Linked DNA regions of Mus musculus: regions 1 and 2 are each linked to region 3. The links are chromatin contacts, called in public Hi-C and HiChIP or PLAC-seq maps. All regions are on one chromosome and are shown on one strand. Each heading gives the region's core, a stretch centred on a gene start, on an enhancer-like site or on the middle of the called end of the contact. The rest is flanking DNA. Distances are from core to core; before and after follow the strand shown.

Region 1 (3,775 bases), core at 326-2,825, 170 kb after region 3:
CCTCACCAAATGCTTGCTTACTACGCCAGGATTCACTGAGACAGCAGATGAGAGGGGCTACAGCTATGGCAACAGAGAGAAATCTGGTGCCATGTGTCCAGAGCAGAGCTAGTGATGGGCATCTGGGTGGACTCCCACGGGAGGCATGGCTCTCACTCACTGATGGAAGCTCCATCAGGCGGTCACAGGAGTCCAGGGGATCAGAAACGTTTCAGGTTAGGGAGACTATGTGCAGGGAGGGCAAGAAGCCAAAGAACAGACATTTGTGAGAAGAAGCAAAAAGACCAAGAATGCAGCCATGAACTAGTACAGAAATGCTAAACTCAGCAAACAGAACATGTCAAGAATATCTCAGGGAGGGAGGAAGGATCAAGTTACGAGACAAGGTTTGAAGGAGATAATTTACTACAAATCTGAAACATAGCTGGAGTAAAAAGCACAACTACAATGATGCTAGGAAACCAGAGCCTTCAGCCAAACTCAGGCCATCACTATTCAGTGAGAAGAGAGTGAGAGAACGGGGCAGAACCAGGAGTCATATCCCAGCACCACCTGGGCTCCTTCCCTCGCTGGACACCAAACAGTCAGGGCTGCCCTAAGTTTGCTACCACTCTGCCTGGGCCCACACTAAATGCTGGGAGTGACGGTGAGCTGGCCACCACACTGCATGTGTGGAGGGAGATGGCAAACTTCAGAGAAACAACAATCCACTCTGAGGGCTCCTCTGCTTCCACAGTTCCAATCACTTACAACAGCCTTTAACCCAGCTGGCCTTAAAATGGGATATAGTTAGTAAGTATGTCATTTTTACCATAGTGAAAATTAGTAATGTTCAGACTAAAGCAATAAACTAGAAACAAAAGAAACTGTGATAGAAATCTTAAATTCTGAATATCTACAAAGACACTGTGTGGACTGGTTTTGTCAACTTGATGCCAAAGGGGGGGGGGGGGGGGACTCAAGTAAAAAAATGGCTGTATAAGATCAGGTAATAGGCAAGACTGTGGGGTGTTTTCTTAATTAGTGATTGATGGGAGGTAAGGAGGTAAGTATGGATGGAGCCATCCTTAGGCTGGTGGTCCTGGGTTCTATAGAAAAGCAAGCTGAGCAAGGCATGTTGAGCAAGCTAGCAAGCAGCACTGGCCACGGCCTCTGCATCAGCTCCTGCCTCCAGTTTCCTGCCATCTTGAGTTCCTATCCTGACTTTCTTTAATGATGAACTCTTTCTTCCCCAAGTTGCTTTGATGGCGTTTCCTCACAGCAATGGAAATCTTAACATCTGCACTAACAGGAGGCAGAACAAAGCCGACAGGAGCATGGCAGCTGCCTCTGTGAATGCTTTATATCAGGTGGAATTGGACATAGAGAGAACAGTGACAGTGACCGGCATGCTCCTGCCTCTGGCCTCCAGAAAGTACATTCCAGTCCACAGTGAAAAATCTGTCAACCAGAGGAAAAATATAGGAAGAAGGGTAATCACCAGGGGCCTGTGAGTGGTCAAGGAGGACAAAACCACTGCTAGACACAGCACCCCAGAGTCACCTCACCAGATGCCACCACAAAAAACATTACTTAAGAGCAAGGAGCAGAAAACAGCAACAGCTCAAAAAACAGGAAACATCTCTGGAAGAGTCTAACCCAAGCAGAGGAAGAAACTGGCAAAACAGACGACCACCTAATCCTGTGGTGACTCTGTCTGCTCATGTGTCCTCACAGGCTCAACAGCACAAGGGCCCCACCCCCTCCATTCAGCCTTGTGACAGGCACAGCCCCACTTGCTGTCCCTCTATTTTCACTCTATACATACTTGGTTGGCACTGTGATCTTTCTTCATCACTCTCCACCTTGGTTTCACTCACATGGGTCTCTCGCTACTCCTGAGCTCACTGACAGCTAGACTAGCTAGCCAGGAAGGCCTTTGTCTTACAGCAATGGGAAGTCAGGCCTATGGTGACACGCCCTGCCTTTGAAGAGGGTTCTGGGGATCCACATTCAGGCGCTCACTCCTGTGTAAGCACTTTCACTCAGAGCCATGTCCCTCACCCTTACTTTTATGTCCAGATTCCAGAGTGGAATTCGCCCACTCCATCACCTCCTGGAGGATGCACATTTACAAGGGGCATCACCTGGCTGGGGTTCAGTCAGTAAAGTGCTTGCTGAACATGCTGGGGAACCTCAGTTCACATCCTTAGAACTCACGTGTTATTTTTGTAAAGCAAGGTGTGGTGTCTCATGCCTACAATTCTAGAGCTTGGAGGTAAAGACAAGAGGACCCCTGGGGCTCGGTGAGCAGCAAGTTTTGATGACTCACTGAGATCCTGGTTCAGTCAGAGACCTTGACTCTAAAAATACAGTGGAGTGGAGCAAGGTGGCACAGGAGATCTTTAAAGAGTTTAAGGCCAGCCTAGTCTGCACAGTGAGTTCTAGGCTAGTGTATGACAGTTTGAATGAGAATGTCCCCAGGCCCTCCTTAGCTGGTGGTACTGTTTGGGAAGGATTAGGAGGTGTGGCCTTGTTGGAGGAGGTGTGTCACTGAGGTTGGCCTTTGGGATTTCAGGCCCAGTCTTCTCTCTCTGATCAGCATATAAGCTCTTAGCTAATGCGGTTAGCACCATGACTGCCTGCAGCACTGCTTCCCACCATGATGTCATAGACTCACCCTGTGAAACTGTAAACAAGCCCCCAATGCTTTCTTTTATATGTTACCTTGGTAATTGCATATTCACAGCAATAATAAAGATATAATAGATAATAATAAAAAAGCAAGAACAGCAGCTATGGGAACAAAGCAGCAGCGTGGTTCCTAGGGCTTACTCAGGTGTTTTTCTATTTCCTTTTTCTTTTCTTTAAGTTTTCTGAGACAAGGGTTTCTCTGTGTAATCCTGGATGTCCTAGAACTCACTCTGTAACCCTGGTTGTCCTCAAACTCAGAGAGACCTCTGCCTCTTGAGTTCTTCAACAGTGGGATTAAAGGCATGTGCCCATCAAACCTAGCTTGAGTAGGTGTTGTTGTTTTGTTGTTGTTGTTGTATTGTTTTGGGTTTTTTTTGTAGTTAGGATTAAAGTTTCAGGAACAGCTTCCAAAGGAAATGTCATCAAAGGTGAGATTCGAAGTGTGAACAGCTGTCAAGAGGCAGTAGAGACCAGCACAGCAACGCTAGTGGAAAGGTCAAGAGCACTAGAAAATTCAAAGTCAGGCTGAGTCTGGGGGAATTGTGAGAAACCATGCAGGAGCAGGGAACAGAACCAGATAAAAAGGAAGTTTTGTGCTCACTGGAAGAGTTGAGACTTTGTACTAGGACCAAGAAAAAGCCATTAAAATGCTTTGAGCTGACCAAGAGTCCACTAAAGTAAAACCCACAATGTCCTCAGAGTGGGAAGACATGTCATGGTTAGAATGAACCACACAGTTTTAAGGTTACTTTGTCATATATCAAAAGTGGAGAGAAGTGTCCACGAGCTTGCAAAGTACTGACTCCTGGCACTCAAAGCACAGGGTAAGGCAGACAGTGTGACTGCAAAGGACAGTACACCATGCTAAGACAGGAAAGTCATTCTCAACAAAATAAGCATGCACTCACAGTGCACAGCACCTCCCAACTTTCAAGTGAGTGTGCAGCCAGCTTCCGTGTGAGCCTGCGGTCTCTGCATACTACAGTTTCTCAGTTCCACCTATGTGCTGACCCACACCTCAGAAGATGCGAAGAACTGTGCAAACCAGGTCATCATCTGTTCCTAGCTCTGCCCTGACTGTGGACAAGAGCTCATAGCTCCT
Region 2 (3,394 bases), core at 83-2,582, 130 kb after region 3:
TGATCCAAACTGGTCTAACTCACCAACAGAAATGAGTAAGTTAAAACTTCACTTTAAAGCAGCCAGAGTCAAGGAGAACCTGGGGACCAGAATGCTAGCAGCACACACTGAGCGGCGAGTCAGACTAGGGAGTGCGCACAGGAGTGAGCTTGGGCAGATTCTGTGGGATGGCTGGAGCGATGTGTGAGTGTAGGCTCTGTATAAACCAGTCTGTGGAACAGGAGGGTGACACCCCTGGCAATTTAACAATACTGTGTTTAGCTAGAAAACACCCTTGCTCCCAGCATCGTGTAAGGGGCACACTGCTGCACAGAGCACTCACAGCATATGTTATGTGTCACTGTCCTGCCTACCTTTTGAAGGACCTCAAAGATCAAAGCTGGAGTCCTGACAAGACTGATAAAAGGCACACATACCCCTCACTGTAATAACTAAGAAAACAAAGAAGGCCTGTGTGCTCAACTCCAAGAACAATATATACTGCTACCATTCCCTAGACTCACATGGTGGCAAGGGAGGTATTTTGAACAACAGGTATCAACAATTTCAAAACCTTTATTGAAATCTTCAAAAGGTCAGAAAAAAATGAACACCTACTTCTACCCAAGAAAGACCCTAAACCAGCAGTCAGAGACCTCACACAACAGTCTGCCCTGCCCTGGGCAATCCAATGCTTCGAGTCTTATAAATACCACTTGAGAGCCTATGACAAGAAGGAAATTCCCTACTCGTTTTCTCAAGCCACAGAATATTGATTACTTGGAACAGAGAAAAATCCAGGAAAATCTCAACAGGGAACACAGATTTTAAAACAAACAAACAAACAAACAAACAAACAAACAAAACCAGCCAGCCAGCTGAATTAAACCATGTGTGAAACAGACGATACACAGAGATAAATAAGCCATCTCAAGAACAGGTGTGTGGCATTTAATACAGAGTCACAGGATATCATGCCGTCCCTTATAAGTTAAGGGAGAATAGGGATTCTACCATCTTAACAGAAATACATCAAACCAAGGACTTTAGAAAAGTCAACATCTACTCATAATTTTAACATACAAACAAAAACAAGCAGTAACAGATCTAACACACAACGAAACAAAGGCTTTAGAAGGCCAGTACCTCATCATGATTCTCTGATATAAAGCAGGAACAGTTCTTAATTTGATAAATAATTGTTTCCATCCTCCCCCTCCTCACAAAAAGCCTCCTGCAGACTCCACAGGACTGAGTATTCCTCAGGAAGCCACAAAAGAGACAAGGGGGCCCAGTTACTGTTTCCTTCTCTTAAAGGCCAGCAGTGGAAAACAAGAACAACACATACAAGGCACAAGCGAGAAAAGAAGAAACGAAAATGCTCGTCTGCAAATGAGAAGCAACTTTACACCCTGAGGAACTATTAGAATCCACAAGAGTCTGGAGAACGTCCTTCCCGAATACTCAAGTAAGAAAATTAAGAAACTTACACTTTTATCAAGAAAGCTATCATATCCTGACAGGCATTTTAAATGATCACAGTCTAAAAGATCATCTGTAATGATCTTCTAGGATCTGCCTGATCACCTGTAGCCAAAGACACAGCATATTCCAACAAGTACGCCTTTTCTTCTTAAGAACTACTTTTATTCTTACCTGTTTATTTACTTATTTGTGTGTGTGTGTGAGGGGGCAGGGAGGGGGAGAGGGAGAGAGACAGACAGAGACAGAGACAGAATGTATGTATGTCACATGTATGTAGGTGCTGATGCTAAACCCTGATGCTAATGCTACAGGTGATTATGAACCACAATATAGACACTGGGAACTGAACCAGGTCCTCTGGAAGCACAGCAAGTGCTCTAACTGCTGGGCCATCCAGCCCCAAAGTCTTACGGAAACAGATGACTGTATTCAGTAATTTTTCTTTTCTTTTTTTTTTTGGTTTTTGTTTTTGTTTTTGTTTTTTTTTCGAGACAGGGTTTCTCTGTGTAGCCCTGGCTGTCCTGGAACTCACTTTGTAGACCAGGCTGGCCTCAAACTCAGAAATCCACCTGCCTCTGCCTCCTAAATGCTGGGATTAAAGGCGTGCGCCTCCATGCCTGGCTTAGTATTTTCTTATTAGAGCAAAAAGCCAAGATTAACCGAAACATCAAATAAGAAGAACAAAGGGTACCTATGTCTCCTCAAACTAAGACACTGAAAACCAAGACTGCTGATTGGCCCAGGACAGAGATGACTCATGCCAAAGCTGGCATCGATGGGGAGGTAGCAGTGAGCTATGCATACAAACCCTAAATTCTCAACCCAAGATCTAGTTGCAGTCCAGAGTACATTTTCATAGACAACGGTCTTCGTGTGTAAACCTTGCTCCCATTTTAAAGTTGATTAGTTAATAAAAGGCTAGAGCATGTGATTGGGCAGTAGAGAAAGGAAGGCGGGACTTGAGGATTGAGTGAGGTGACTCAGGAGAGATGCCGGAGTAGCAGGGAGAAGACAGAAAGAAGAGGAAGTTACCATGAGGCTGGATGAATCACGAGCCTATGGCCAGGAAAAGTGGACCCTGAGGACAGGCTAATGGAAAAGCAGCCCAGGTGGGCCTCAAACAGCAGGTGACAAGGGGCAAATGGTTTGAATATAGTAGGAACCTGCTCGATTCAGTGTTACAGCTTATAAATTAAGTACTGGGTTTTAGTGTCTTTTATACACATATAAAATAAATAAATAATTTACAGTGAGCTATAAACACAAAAGCAGATTCCATCTCACGCTATATATGAAAAGGGTCCATCACAGGCCTAACTATGGTTGGCTAGGTCAGGTGCAGTTGCCCCTAGAGAGAACACTGAGTGTGACCTGTTCAGCATAAAAACTCCTGTCCTTTAAAGGACACTGCAAACAGAATAGAAAGCAAGTCATAAATTTAGAAAAGACAGCCACAGTTCACAGGATGATGAAGAGTTTCTGTCTAGAATATAAAGAATTCCATCAGGATCAACAGGAGACAACCCAAGAACAGCTGTGTGGCCAGCTGTCAATCACCAGGACTCAGACTCAACAGGTTCCAGAGAAATCTACGATGGAACAAATGGACTTTTTCTAAGTACGGCCAATAGAGTGGAAACAAACAAAAGCATACAGAGAAGTCTATGCAGGGAAGTCCCAGCCAACCGAGAAGAAACACTAGGACCCTGCGTCTGCACTCAATCCTAATCCACCAAAGTCCACACCAGTGTCTGCACCTGAGGGAGTCCTGATCTACCAAGAGGAAGAACCAAGACCTGTACCTTCACCCACAGGATGGTCGCAACACATCAACTTAAAACCACTGGAAACGGCGTTATGGTTTGATTTTGAAACGTCCCTCAGCAGCTCATGTGGTCCACTACCAGTAGAGATGATTTAAAAAGCTGTA
Region 3 (3,706 bases), core at 627-3,126:
CTTGCCATTGAGCCTGACGACTGAACTCAAATCCCAGAACCCACACCATGAAAGGGAGGACTGATTCCCTCTTACTACCACATGCATAGCACACCTGCATTCACACACACACACACACACACACACACACACACACACACACACACACACTCTCTCTCTCTCTCTCTCTCTCACTCACTGACGCATACTAACACATGTACACAAACACACACATACACACTAACACACACTGACACATATACACAGACACACACAAAGTTAAAAAGAATTCTCTTAGTAAACAAGCTTTATCATACAGGTCTCATTCCCCCCATCCCTTTTTTGAAACAGACCTCATTGTATATCAAGGCTAGCTGGGACTCACTATATACATTAGGCTACCTTTGAATTACAGAAATCCACCTGCCTCTGTCTTCCATGTGCTGGGTACACCACCATGCCTGGCAGGCAGGTCTCATCTTTTGATGACAGGGCTTTCTAAAGGAAAATGGCTAAAAAATGGTCTGCACTCGGATAACTTTGTTGTTTAGAGAATACCACCTAGTTTCCCACGCATATCTCCTCCCTCGTTCTAGGTTCCTAGATGACAGCATGGCCAGATGTACAGTTTATGTGGGATGCACAGCTGTGGCCACTGCCCTCTCTACATGTACTTTGTTACTTGTTGAGCTCTGCTTGTCCACTCTCTAATGACTGCTGACTTGCGTGCTCATCTATAGATGGGAAGTGAATCCAACTTCCCTTCCATTAATCCTGGGCTGTGTAGGGCAAAGCCTGAGCCATGGCAGCTATGTATACCCACTCACTAAGAGGGTGCCGAGGTCAAGTGGGCTGCACCTCAGCTCCTGAATACAGAGCTTCTCTTTTGAGCTGAGTAAGGCATTTCTGCCTGTCACTGAGGGGCTAAGTCTTAAGACAGGAATTTAAAAAATAATTATTTAATTTAAAAAAATGGTGTGTGTGTATGTGGTGTGTGTGTGTGGTATGTATGGTGTGTGTGTGGTATGTGTGGTGTGTGTGTGTGAAGGTCTGTATGAGCACCATGTGCATGTAAGAACCGAGTGAAGTCAAAGGAGGATCCCTGGACCTGGAGTTATGCATCAGAGGTGCTGAGAACGGAACCCACATCTCCCGCAAGAGCACTGAGAGCTCCTAACCATTACGCCATGTGTCCAGCTGAGACAGGCATCTCTATAAGGCGACAACACAGGACTGCAAAGACTCGATGTCAGTAGTTCTAAGCCTCCAGTGAGCCCAGGAAGCAGTAAGTAGGAAGGCACATGTGCCAGGAGACCTAGGCCTGTGATAAGCCTGGATGTGGTGGAGGAATGTAGCTTGGGTTGCACAGTGGCAGGAAAATCCAAAGAAAGCAGCCTTCTCACTCCGTGCTCTCTCATGTGGCTACAACTCAGAAGTAGAGGACTGACATTTCAACTTAAAACTCTACAGTTCCAAACACTGGGCTAGATTTACAAGTAAAGTCTAAGAAAACTAGTACAATCAGCTTAGAATCTCTCTGGGTGAAATGTCCTCAGATCCGATTTCCAGCTCTGAGGTATGGAGTTGCTAAGCAGCAGCTGAGGAGAGGAGAAGGAGGTGGCTTCCAGTGTACTCTAGAGACAGGGCCACATGTTCTGCTTTCAGTTTCCCCTGAGAGACAGGGAACTGGCCACTCAGATGGAGTTGGCAGCGCCTCTCTAAGCGACAGCAAGTGCTCACACAGCTACCTCTGGTACTCTCAGGCATCCTCCTGGGGAGTGACACGCTGCTTCCTGCAAAGCTCAGTTGCCACGTGGCACCAAGCTGTAAGGGATCTATCTCGAAGCTTCTGGTGAACCGTGTTACTCAGATGTCGGACGGACTGACGTCACAGACTGGGGAGGGGCTGGTGCGTGACTAATGAGGGCTCAGGCCCTCCCTCCCTCCCTCAGCTTACTGACCAAACTCAGCAGACACTGAACAGAGTAGGTAGTCACAGGTGGAGTCCTAAAGCCCCTGTGGCCTCATGGGCTGGGGTGGCAGATACAGAATAAAGAACTCTGGGGAGTCCTTTAGAATCAGGAACCCCACAGAACACTGCCAGAAAAGTCTAACAATGTGCAGGACATGGAGAAAGGGAGACACTTGTAAATATTACTGTGTAGTTTAAAGCCTATTTCAATGACTGGGCTGACTGTGGATGTTGAGCTCTGTGTGACACCGTAGCAGAGAACACAACTCTAAGCTTTACCACCCTCTGACTGGGATGGGAGGCACAGTTGTTTTAGTGGAAAGGGAAGCTGTGGTTACAAATTACCTCTTGATTTCACATCAGCCCTGATTTGCCAGGAGTGATTCTCCCTGGCTCCTTGCCAAATCAACTGCCCTGTCTTAACATCTCCAAAATACAACCTGCCACCCTCACACACGGATCAGGGCCCATGGGACTGAGGTAAGGACACTGGGTTCTGCCTCAAAGCAGAGGCAGGAACTGGGCCTGGCCGGCAACTTGCTACTTGCTAAGCTCTAGAAGGGCTAAGGATCTATTTTCATGTCTAGACTAGAAGTAATAAAAGACCGTGATGTTCTAGGATTGATTTTCAGAGCAGTGGCCACAGCTTTCTGAATAGCATGTGGTGAAGTGCAGTCTCTCAGAGCTCTGCAGCTGTTTCTGAACCTCAGAGCCTTATTGGGAAAGGACTGTATAGACACGAGGCTGCGAGTCCTCATCTAGGGCTTGAAGAGCTGGCAGAGTGAGGTCAGGTCCTCTGATGATCTGGAAATGGCCAAGACTTCTGCCAGTCTTTAGAAACACAGGTCCCAGGGCTGGGGGAGTGGTGGCAGTGGCTGGCGGTGGTGGGTGGTGGTGGCTGCGTGTGTATGTGGCCATTGTATTTGTTCTTCCTTGTGCGCCTGTCATGGTGCTTCAGAGTAAATCTAGTTATACCTTCCCTTCTGAGTCTAAGCTGTCGGCCTAATGTATAGAACCTTTGGGGGGTGTTATACTGACCCACTGCTCTGGCCTCCTATCTCCAGTGACCCTGGAACATCTGCATGGTCTTTGTAGTTGACCCTCAGCATCCTCGTATGACCCACTAAGCTTTGGTCACCACAGCAGGGACTGTGTGTGATAGGTGAGCACTCCCCCACTGAGCTACATTCCTAGCATTAACTCTCTCCAGCAAGTCCCTGCTGGATTTCTCTCAGTTAGGGCAGACACATGTGTAGCCTCTGCCCCTTGGTGCACACTCAGGGCCTCACCAGGTCACTACTATGCCGGGATGAAAAGGCTCGCCGTGCTTCCTGACTCCTCAACAAGAGGAAAATAGGGAAGAACAGAGGTGGCTAATGGCTGTCTGTCACCTTAATGCTGACTGAGCAGTCCTCACAGGGGCTCTTGGCCAATGTCTTCTCCCTGGAGTCATCCTGCCCCTGTCTGAGTGAGGCAGGAGCTTGGGGTTTCAGCCCTGACCCACTCCAGTCTCCCAGGCTTAGGCTCTGGGGTTGCTGGCTCCCGCAGGAACGAACACAGGATCAGGGCTCTGGGCTGGCACAGAGGGTGAGGGTGGGGGTGGGGGTGGGGGTGGGGGTGGGGGTGGGGGTGGGGGTGGGGGTGAGGGTGAGGGTGAGGGTGAGGGTGAGGGTGGGGGTGGGGGTGGGGGTGGGGGTGGGGGTGGGGGTGAGGGTGAGGGTGAGGGTGAGGGTGAGGGTGAGGGTGAGGGTGAGG

The links. A called contact is a pair of places that touch in the nucleus more often than the background predicts. HiChIP or PLAC-seq counts read pairs in DNA pulled down with a chosen protein or histone mark.
Region 1: an H3K4me3 HiChIP or PLAC-seq map of bone marrow-derived macrophages shows a contact between it and region 3, with 3 times the contacts expected there. The contact joins two enhancer-like sites. A contact is called at or near these places in 3 of 115 datasets of contacts at active chromatin or transcription factors (bone marrow-derived macrophages, effector CD8 T cells and pancreatic cancer cells) and 1 of 9 other capture datasets (adipose tissue).
Region 2: a contact with region 3 is called in a Hi-C map of bone marrow-derived macrophages, with 29 read pairs. The contact joins two enhancer-like sites. A contact is called at or near these places in 4 of 39 promoter capture datasets (embryonic stem cells, hippocampal neurons and liver), 1 of 484 Hi-C or Micro-C datasets (bone marrow-derived macrophages), 3 of 115 datasets of contacts at active chromatin or transcription factors (bone marrow-derived macrophages, double positive thymocytes and pancreatic cancer cells) and 3 of 9 other capture datasets (adipose tissue, liver and pancreatic islet).

The regions. Positions count from the first base shown.
Region 1 is chr11:119,690,946-119,694,720 of GRCm38.p6, reverse strand. The region is part of intron 3 of Rptor (regulatory associated protein of MTOR, complex 1); the gene reads right to left. Among named protein-coding and RNA genes, the nearest start is that of Rptor, 90 kb to the right of the region's middle. Within about 2 kb of position 1,575, at least 21 of the 459 cell types and tissues checked have an H3K27ac peak or open chromatin away from gene starts, as enhancers often do. A contact at or near this core is called in bone marrow-derived macrophages, where this site is marked.
Region 2 is chr11:119,727,454-119,730,847 of GRCm38.p6, reverse strand. The region is part of intron 4 of Rptor (regulatory associated protein of MTOR, complex 1); the gene reads right to left. Among named protein-coding and RNA genes, the nearest start is that of Rptoros, 110 kb to the left of the region's middle. Within about 2 kb of position 1,332, at least 11 of the 459 cell types and tissues checked have an H3K27ac peak or open chromatin away from gene starts, as enhancers often do. A contact at or near this core is called in bone marrow-derived macrophages, where this site is marked.
Region 3 is chr11:119,861,676-119,865,381 of GRCm38.p6, reverse strand. The region is part of intron 20 of Rptor (regulatory associated protein of MTOR, complex 1); the gene reads right to left. Among named protein-coding and RNA genes, the nearest start is that of Rptoros, 29 kb to the right of the region's middle. Within about 2 kb of position 1,876, at least 167 of the 459 cell types and tissues checked have an H3K27ac peak or open chromatin away from gene starts, as enhancers often do. A contact at or near this core is called in bone marrow-derived macrophages, where this site is marked.